Linked DNA regions of Podarcis muralis: region 2 is linked to region 1. The links are chromatin contacts, called in public Hi-C maps. All regions are on one chromosome and are shown on one strand. Each heading gives the region's core, a stretch centred on a gene start, on an enhancer-like site or on the middle of the called end of the contact. The rest is flanking DNA. Distances are from core to core; before and after follow the strand shown. Region 1 holds the start of CPLANE2 (ciliogenesis and planar polarity effector complex subunit 2). Region 2 holds the start of MFAP2 (microfibril associated protein 2).

Region 1 (4,798 bases), core at 972-3,471:
CCGTACCACAAAAAAGGCTCTGCTCATTTCTCTTGCTCAGCCATGCAGCAGCAGCAGTAGAGAGGTCCTTCAGTACTTGTGGGGAGTAAAGACCAGGTCAAGAATGATGGGGGAGTGTCTCAATGGGCTACGCTTGCTGAATGTGCACAGAAAAACTGCACTGGAAGAAAAAGAAGGAATTTGAGAAGGAAGTACAGTACTGAAAAGGTTTCCAGCCAATCCAAGAAAACTTGCTTTATCTTAAGATGCAAACAGGCGGATTCTTTGTCAATTTTGCAAAATATATTCGTTAACTGCATGGAAGGTACTCCCTGGTGTTATTACTCTATTTAACTTCCTAGTTTTCAACCGACTGAAGATTTGGACAGATTTTTATGAGCACTTGGGATCAAAAGAAAGTAATTTAGAACGGCCTCAGTCCTGTATACCTGAAGGAGCGTCTCCACCCCCATCATTCAGCCCAGACACTGAGATCCAGCGCCGAGGGCCTTCTGGCGGTTCCCTCGCTGTGAGAAGTGAGGTTACAGGGAACCAGACAGAGGGCCTTCTCGGTAGTGGCACCCGCCCTGTGGAACGCCCTTCAGATGTGAAGGAAATAAGTAGCTATCTTATCTTTAAAAGACATCTAAAGGCAGCCCTGTTTAGGGAAGTTTTTAATATTGAATGCTGTACTGTTTTTAACACTCGATTGGAAGCCAGCCAGATGGGCGGGGTATAAATAATAATAATAATAATAATAATAATTATTATTATTATTATTATTATTATTACTGTTGTTGAGACATTTCATTCCAAATCTGCGAGACAGAGGATGATGGCAGGCGGGCTTCCTGCTTCCTGCCCCATCTCACCCCACCCCTCAATACCAATCCTGGCTAGGCAAAAAGGAGCCCTCTAAGGGGAGAGTGCAAAATATGGTTTGAAGCTCAACATCAAAAAACTAAGATCATGGCCACTGGTCCCATCACCTGCCAAATAGAAGGGGAAGAAATGGAGGCAGTGAGAGATTTTACTTTCTTGGGCTCCATGATCACTGCAGATGGTGACAGCAGTCACAAAATTAAAAGACGCCTGCTCCTTGGGAGAAAAGCAATGACAAACCTAGACAGCATCTTAAAAAGCAGAGACATCACCTTGCCAACAAAGGTCCGTATAGTAAAAGCTATGGTTTTCCCAGTAGTGATGTATGGAAGTGAAAGCTGGACCATAAAGAAGGCTGATCGCCGAAGAATTGATGCTTTTGAATTATGGTGCTGGAGGAGACTCTTGAGAGTCCCACGGACTGCAAGAAGATCAAACGTATCCATTCTGAAGGAAATCAGCCCTGAGTGCTCACTGGAAGGACAGATCGTGAAGCTGAGACTCCAAGACTTTGGCCACCTCATGAGAAGAGAAGACTCCCTGGAAAAGACCCTGATTTGGGAAAGATGGAGGGCACAAGGAGAAGGGGACTACGGAGGACAAGATGGTTGGACAGTGTTCTCGAAGCTACCAGCATGAGTTTGACCAAACTGCGGGAGGCAGTGGAAGGCAGAAGTGCCTGGCCTGCTCTGGTCCATGGGGTCACGAAGAGTCGGACACGACTAAACAACAACAACAAAAGTTTTCAAACGACTGAAGATTTGGACGGATTTTTCTGAGCACTTGGGATCAAAAGAAAGTAATTTAGAACTACTGTGGTTGAGAAGTTTCATTCCGAATCTAAGAGACAGGGGATGATGGCAGGTGGGCTTCCTGCCCCATCTCACCCCACCCCTCAACATCCATCTTGGCTAGGCAGAAAGGAGCCCTCTAAGGGGAGGCGGCCGTTCCCAGCCCCGCAGCACAAACCTCCCAAGACCCAAACCCCGCATGCAAAAAAGCACCCGATCCCTGGACCCTGGTATGGCCGCCTTAGCCCTGCCAGGCCCGGGGCAAAGGGTACCCAGCTGCCCCGACCTCCGCAGGGACCCCCGGCGTGTGTATGCGTTTTCCGACCCACCGATCCTCCCCACCCTCGCGAGGTCGCCTGCTCAGCCCACGAAAGGCAACCTCGTCCCTTCGCGTGCTGCCCCTTTAAGAAGGTGCGCCGCTTCCCTCCCCGCCGTACCTGGGCAGACATTTCCGCCCCGCTTGCGTCTGGCGTCACCACGTAAACGAAGGGTTCCGCCCCGGCCCCGCCCCCCAGCCGTCCACCAAAGAGCTACGAAAGGGGAAGAGAGGCGCATCCTTTCCCCATCTCATTCAAGGGCGAGAAAGTGGTCCTGCCGTAGCGGCGCAGGAATCACTGCAAGATTTGCGGGGATTTGCGGCTGGGCAAGAAATGAGTCGCTGCTCTTGCCCGCTTGCTTGTGTAGATAGCGGGTTGTTTTTGTTTTTCAGTTGTTAAGCATTTAAGCCGCCCAGAGTGGCTGGGGAAACCCAGCAAGATGGGCGGGGTACTAATAATAATAATAATAATAATAATAATAATAATAATAATAATAATAATTTAAGGTGGCAGCCATGGGCGTAGCCAGGATTTTATGTGTGTGTTGGGGGCATAGCTGTCAACGTTTTCCTTTTTTTTAAAGGGAAATTCCCTTATTCCGAATAGGATTCCTCGAAAGAAAAAGGAAAAGTTGACAGCTATTGGGGGGGGGGGGCAGGCAAAGTTGTTGAGCATCTTTTTTAGGAAATCTTTGGGAAATCGCGGGTAAAAATACCCTGTAAATAGGACATTGCGGAGGACTATTAACGAAATCTTGGGCCCCCTCCAAAAGGATGCCCAAGTTTTGCGCTCGTTTTGCGCCACGAATACCTTTATATTGGTACTGGACACCTTTTGCCAATGTCCCTGCCCCCCCCAACCCCACGACTCTCGGAGCTGCCCCAGCATCGAAAGGGGACTTCTGCAGAGCAACGCACACACCGGAGCAAGCAAAGAGGACTTGATTTATTTTTATTTTTAATTTAATTGCAAAAAAATCCATCAGGGAGTAGGGGGGTGGGGTGGTAACCTGGAACAAAAGGAAAATGAAATCTACACAGATCCCTTTTCACTTTCCTTTTCTTAAATATCACGCACGATCCACTTCCATTCTTACACCGGGGGTGAGGGAGTCTACAAGGACGAGCGGGGGAGGCGGGTGGGGCGCGTCTTGGGCGCACCTGAGTCATTTTCGAGCAACGGGAGGGGCAAGAACGCATCTTGCCATCTTACACGCAGGTCATGATGTGGATTTTGCTGGTGGGGGACGTGGAAGATGGGCGGGGCCTTTCTGCCATTCATAAGTCAGGAAATCAGGGTGGAGAGACTTAGATCACAGGATCTCTGCCACGGGTGGGACCCCCACAAATCAAGCACCCACAGGACCGGTTTCCCCAGGGTGCATTGCAAGCCCGGATAAGGCGTTGGGATCACGATTGCAGCCCCGCAGGCGGCACTGCCTCCCTCTTGTAGGGCAGAAGTGAGCGGTGGGGGGCATTGCCACTCCAGCCAGTAGCGCCAGGGAGCCACCAGCAATGGCTGCGTCTCTGCTTCCATCAGGCGAATACAAAATAAAAGCAGCTCCCCCCCCCCCAAAAAAAAAACAAGGACTAAAGGCATTTGAAGGGAGGCGGTTGTGAAATACGGAAGAGCCTAGTAGGTGAAGATGTTGCCCAAAACATAATGCTGGATTTCTTGGCCGCGGGGGGGGGGGGGAGAGGAGGAAGAGAACACCTACATTTTGTTGGGGGGGCAGTTGTGGCAATTTAGCAACAATTAAGAAAGCTTAGAGCTTCATCTTTGCAATGCAAAGGACAATTTTGCCAAGTGCTTTCGAGGTGGAGGGGAGGGCGATTATGCCCCCACTTCTGTTAAGTCAAAAGCATGTTTTAAGTGTAGTTCAGGAAGGTGGGATTTCAATCAGCTGGTATCATATGGGGTGGGGGTGGCAGTGATAGAACCTGGACTCCCCACCCCATCCCTGTCTTGCTCAGCGCGCAGAGCCAGGAAAACGGAGCTTTTGGAGCTTTCTTTTTATCCTTTCTGGTCCTAGAAATAGGGAAGATGAAAAGTGCTCGGGACATCCGGCAAGACAGGTGGCCAGAAGCAAACGCATAGACCACTGAAAGCAGCCAGTGGCCTCTAGGGACGGCCTTCCCACCTGCCCACCATCTCGGGTGAAGGGTGGCCTGAATTTTGGCCTGGAGCACTGCTAGAAAACCTGGAGAAGCCACTATGATTGCTGACAATTGAAGGATGGGAGTGGGTGAGCTACAGATGTAGTTTTTCATCACCTCAGAGGGAGTTTCTGCTCAACAGGCAAGCCACAGAGCTGTCTCCCACTCACTCCAGGGCCTGTCCCACTTTTTATGCTGTTGAAGAGTATGCCGTCCCCGCCTTAAAAGAAAATATTATGAAAATGATTTATAGGTGGTACATGACCCCAGTCAAGCTTGCAAAAATTTACCTCTTGTCTGATAACAAATGTTGGAAATGTAAAGAAAATGGAGGCACATTTTTTCACCTTTGGTGGACATGCCCAAAGATTAAGGCTTTCTGGGAAATGATATATATTGAAATGAAAAAGGTATTTAAATATACCTTCCTGAAGAAACCATAGGCCTTTCTCCTGGGCATGGTCGGCCAATTGGTGCCAAAGAAGGATAGAACATTCTTTATGTATGCTACAACAGCAGCAAGAATACTCATCGCAAAGTACTGGAAGACACAAGATCTACCCACCTTGGAAGAATGGCAGATGAAGGTGATAGACTATATGGGACTGGCGGAGATGACTGGCAGAATCCGAGACCAGGGAAAAGAGACGACGGAAGAAGATTGGAAGAAATT
Region 2 (4,727 bases), core at 557-3,056, 130 kb after region 1:
GGCTTTTAAACAAAGGTTGAATGGCCATCTGTCATGGATACTTTAGCTGAGACTCCTGCATTGCAGGGGGTTGGGCTAGATGACCCCTGGGTACTTTCGAACTCTAAGATTCTATGATTCCATCATTTTCAAATAGTTTTAATTTAAAGCACAACAGGCAGTGAATTTCATCTCCCAAGAAACCATTTGTTGTTTAGTCGTTTAGTCGTGTCCAACTCTTTGTGACCCCCTGGACCAGAGCACGCCAGGCACTCCTGTCTTCCACTGCCTCCCACAGTTTGGTCAAACTCAGGCTGGCAGCTTCGAGAACACTGTCCCACCATCTCGTCCTCTGTCGTCCCCTTCTCCTTGTGCCCTCCATCTTTCCCAACATCAGGGTCTTTTTCAGGGAGTCTTCTCTTCTTATGAGGTGGCCAAAGTATTGGAGCCTCAGTTTCAGGATCTGTCCTTCCAGTGAGCACTCAGGGCTGATTTCCTTCAGAATGGAGAGGTTTGATCTTCTTGCAGTCCATGGGACTCTCAAGAGTCTCCTCCAGCACCATAATTTAAAAGCATCAATTCTTCGGCGATCAGCCTTCTTTATGGTCCAGCTCTCACTTCCATACATCACTACTGGGCAAACCATAGCTTTAACTATACAGGTACCTCGGGTTAAGTACTTAATTCGTTCCAGAGGTCTGTTCTTAACCTGAAACTGTTCTTAACCTGCAGCACCACTTTAGCTAATGGGGCCTTCTGCTGCCGCCGCGCCGTTGGGGCACGATTTCTGTTCTCATCCTGAAGCAAGGTTCTTAACCTGAAGCACTATTTCTGGGTTAGCAGAGTCTGTAACCTGAAGCGTCTGTAACCCGAGGTACCACTGTACAGACCTTTGTTGGCAAGGTGATGTCTCTGCTTTTTACGATGCTGCCTAGGTTTGTCATTGCTTTTCTCCGAAGAAGCAGGCATCTTTTAATTTCGTGGCTGCTGTCACCATCTGCAGTGACCATGGAGCCCAAGAAAGTAAAATCTCTGTGTGGTCATTATTGAGCTGTGATTCCTGTATTGCAGGTAGGGTTGCCACCCACCCTGTAGTATACAGGATTGTCCCTTATTTCAATGTAAAACGATTCAATACAGGGCACACTTTGTCCTGTATTTTCCCTATTTCTGCCCTGCGGCTGTTGCTGCTCCCCCTGCCTCTCACTCCTTTCCTTTCCTTTTTTCGCCTCATTCCATCTTCTCATCTGATCCCAAGGTGGAGCAAACCAGGGCAAGGCTTTGAGGTTGTCCTTTCCAGTCGAATCCCCGCGGCGGGGTGCGCTCCCGTTGCTCGGTCCCAGCGCCTGCCAACCTAGCAGTTCGAAAGCACCCCCGGGTGCAAGTAGATAAATAGGGACCGCTTACTAGCGGGAAGGTAAACGGCGTTTCCATGTGCGGCTCTGGCTCGCCAGAGCAGCGATGTCACGCTGGCCATGTGACCCGGAAGTGTCTGCGGACAGCGCTGGCTCCCGGCCTATAGAGCGAGATGAGCGCACAACCCTAGAGTCTGTCAAGACTGGCCCGTACGGGCAGGGGTACCTTTACCTTTACCTTTTCCAGTCCCCTGTAGCCATCCACCTGGCAGCACCAGGCCCTGTCCCTTCCGAGGCTCCAGCAACAAGTCGTTCTGTGTCAGTGTAGCCCAGAAGCCTCCGTTCTGAACATGATCTGCATGATATTTGAGAGAGGAGGCGGGCGGGGGAGAAGTAACTCCTTCCAACCACCCTTTCTCCCTCTCCTTCAGAAATTTAACACGTGGAAGAAAGCTCATCCCCTCATCAGAATATGCCCCCGCCTACTGCATGCATTGTTGCACAGGACTGCGTATGTGTGGAAAAGGTCGTATATTCCAGCTCCGGATAGCAAAGCACAGATTTACAATATTATGTGCGTGTGACAAATGTCAGAGGGGCCATGCAGTTAGGCTGCAGTAGACTGCAATGGATTGCTCTGAAGTCATTTCAGCACCAGGTGGAAAAAGAAAAGCACGCCAACACCGCTATCTTGTCCTATACAGTGGAACCTCGGGTTACAGACGCTTCAGGTTACAGACGCTTCAGGTTACAGCCTCCGCTAACCCAGAAATAGTACAGTCATAAGGTAAAGGTAAAGGGACCCCTGACCATTTGGTCCAGTCGTGACTTGACTCTGGGGTTGCGGCGCTCATCTCGCTTTATTGGCCGAGGGAGCCGGCGTACAGCATGACTAAGCCGCTTCTGGTGAGCCAGAGCAGCGCACGGAAACGCCGTTTACCTTCCCACCAGAGCGGTACCTATTTATCTACTTGCACTTTGACGTGCTTTCGAACTGCTAGGTTGGCAGGAGCACAGTCATACCTCGGGATAAATACGATTCAGGTTGAGCGCTTTTGGGTTGTGCTCCACGGCAACCCGGAAGTAAAGGAGCGCGTTACTTCTGAGTTTCGTCGCTCGTGCATGCGCAGACGGTCAAAATGACGTCACGCGCATGCACGGAAGCGCCGAAACGTGACCCGCGGAGTCGCGTCTTACGTTCTGTTCGGGATGTGAACGGGGCTCCGGAACGGATCCCGTTCGCATCCTGAGGTACCACTGTACTTGGGTTAAGAACTTTGTTTCAGGATGAGAACAGAAATCGTGCAGCAGCGGCGTAGGGTCAGCAGGAGGCCCCATTAGCTAAAGTGGTACCTCAGGTTAAGAACAGTTTCAGGTTAAGAACGGACCTCCGGAACGAATTAAGTACTTAACCCGAGGTACCACTGCGTTTTGCCAGAACAAAGGTCGCAACCCCAATTGCAGGGGTTTGGACCAGATGACCACTCTGCGATTCTGTTTCCCAACCTTGGGCCTCCAGCTGTTTTTGGACTACAACTCCCATCATGCCTAGCTAGCAAGACCAGTGGTCAGGGATGATGGGAATTGTAGTTCAAAAACAGCTGGAGGCCCAAGGTTGGGAAACACTGGATTAGACAAATTTCTGGGGGAGAGGGCAGCCAACAGCTACAAGCCGCGATGGCTCTGCTCTGCCTCCACAGTCGGGAGGCTGCCCGTTGCTGGAACGACTCAGGAAGGCGGCGGGTCGGGAGAATCGCAGCAGCCTTCTCGGTGCTCAACACGCGTCCACCCATTTACACGTGAACGTAGCACGTGGCGCACCCACCAGGCGACCGTCGGGACCCCCCGATCCTCGGAGCTCCGTGACCCTCCCTGGGACCCCCCGACACACCCACGGCAACCTTTGAGCAGGGGCAGGGAGCGCGCACGCACGAGCCCCTTAACCCGGGAGCAAGGGGAGGTCTCGTTCATGGCCGCAGTCAGGAGTAATTCAGCTCTTGCGCTTTCTTGTGTCTACGTTCTCCTCCTCCTCCCGCCACCCTCAACATGGCGGCCGCACTAGTCCCACTACGGCCGACGTCGAAAGCCCCACTCTCGCGTCAGGCGCTCCAAACGCCGCGGGACCGCCTCCTCCCGCGCGCACCTACGTGCTTGCGTACCCACGGCCACTCCCAACAAGGCGCCTTCCCCCGTCGCCTCTCTCAATATGTCCGCAGACCGGAAGCGGGCCTTACGGCCCCTCCCCTTCCGGAAGCAGCTGTCAGGGTGTCCGCTCAGAGGGCGCAAGATGGCAGCGGGTTCTGTGACCGTGGCGGTGGCGGCGGCGTTGGCGGCTGAGCGGGCGGCGGGCGCATCCTTGTCCTTTCGGCGAGGCCCGGCGGGGGCGCTGCGGTTGCTGCAGGCGAGCGAGACCGGAGTGTCCGGGAGGGGGGAGGGGCTCCGCAGCGGTTGGCCTCGGGAGGCGGCTAGTCCTCAGTGAGGAAGAGGAGGAAGGTGCCGGCCAGTCCTGTCCTCCGCCGTCCTGGCTCCGAGGAACGTGGCTGCCTGGGCGGCTGCTTGCAGCGGCGAGGGGCTGAAGGGGGCAGAGGCTGATGCCTGGGCATCTCCGCCCAGGGCTGCCAGATTGAATAAAATTTGGAGGGGGCATTGAATGGCAATGTTCATCGACTTGGGGGGAGGGAGCGAAGGGACCTTGGCCCCTAGGAGTTGGCTCCTATGTCTTCATTCTCGAATGGGGGGGGGCAGCTGCAGCGGCGGGAAGGAGGGAGCAGCGGCCGTAGCCTACCAGGCAATGAAGGAGGGCAAGGTGCCCCTACCAACTGTGTCTGCATTGCTTCAAGCAAGGCACCCTCAGTCCAAGTCCCCCCACCCGCAGTGCAAAAGAGACATAATGTTGATGGTAGTAAACTCTGGCTGGCCCCAAGCGCACACTTGTCTCAGAGATGGAACTGTGTGCCCTGCTGTGCATGCCTCTTGCTCATGGCTTGGGTCTCCTTTCCTTCTTCCTTGGTGTACAGGTTTGCCGCAGGGCACACGCAGCAGCTGCTGCCGCCGCGCCTGACACACAGACAGCCACTCGCATTAAGAAGTTTGCAATATATCGGTGGAACCCAGACAGCCCCGGGGAGAAACCTCGTATGCAGACATATGAAGTTGATCTGAACAAGTGAGTAGTGCTTTGAAGAAGGGGCTGGACAAGACCCCTCTGCCCCACCCTTGTTACCCCACCCTTTGTTGCCCACCCTTGGGTGCTCCTGTGCATCATGTTATACAATTATAACATGTTATACAACAATTTATATGTTATATAACAATTATAACATGTTATACAATACACACACAGCCAGGAGTATACATACATAAATGCATAATCCCAAATATCTCCTTTTGCCT

The links. A called contact is a pair of places that touch in the nucleus more often than the background predicts.
Region 2: a Hi-C map of tail shows a contact between it and region 1, with 4 times the contacts expected there. The contact joins the promoter of MFAP2 here to the promoter of CPLANE2 in region 1. A contact is called at or near these places in 2 of 3 Hi-C or Micro-C datasets (blood and tail).

What each region holds. Positions count from the first base shown.
Region 1 is chr7:7,930,214-7,935,011 of rPodMur119.hap1.1, forward strand. CPLANE2 (ciliogenesis and planar polarity effector complex subunit 2) reads right to left here and starts at 2,222. Exons shown (of 6, transcript XM_028741377.2): 1 at 2,090-2,222. The coding sequence starts at 2,207.
Region 2 is chr7:8,062,922-8,067,648 of rPodMur119.hap1.1, forward strand. MFAP2 (microfibril associated protein 2) reads right to left here and starts at 1,807. Exons shown (of 9, transcript XM_077931155.1): 1 at 1,573-1,807. The coding sequence starts at 1,792. SDHB (succinate dehydrogenase complex iron sulfur subunit B) reads left to right here and starts at 3,526. Exons shown (of 8, transcript XM_028741361.2): 1 at 3,526-3,735; 2 at 4,352-4,500. The coding sequence starts at 3,541.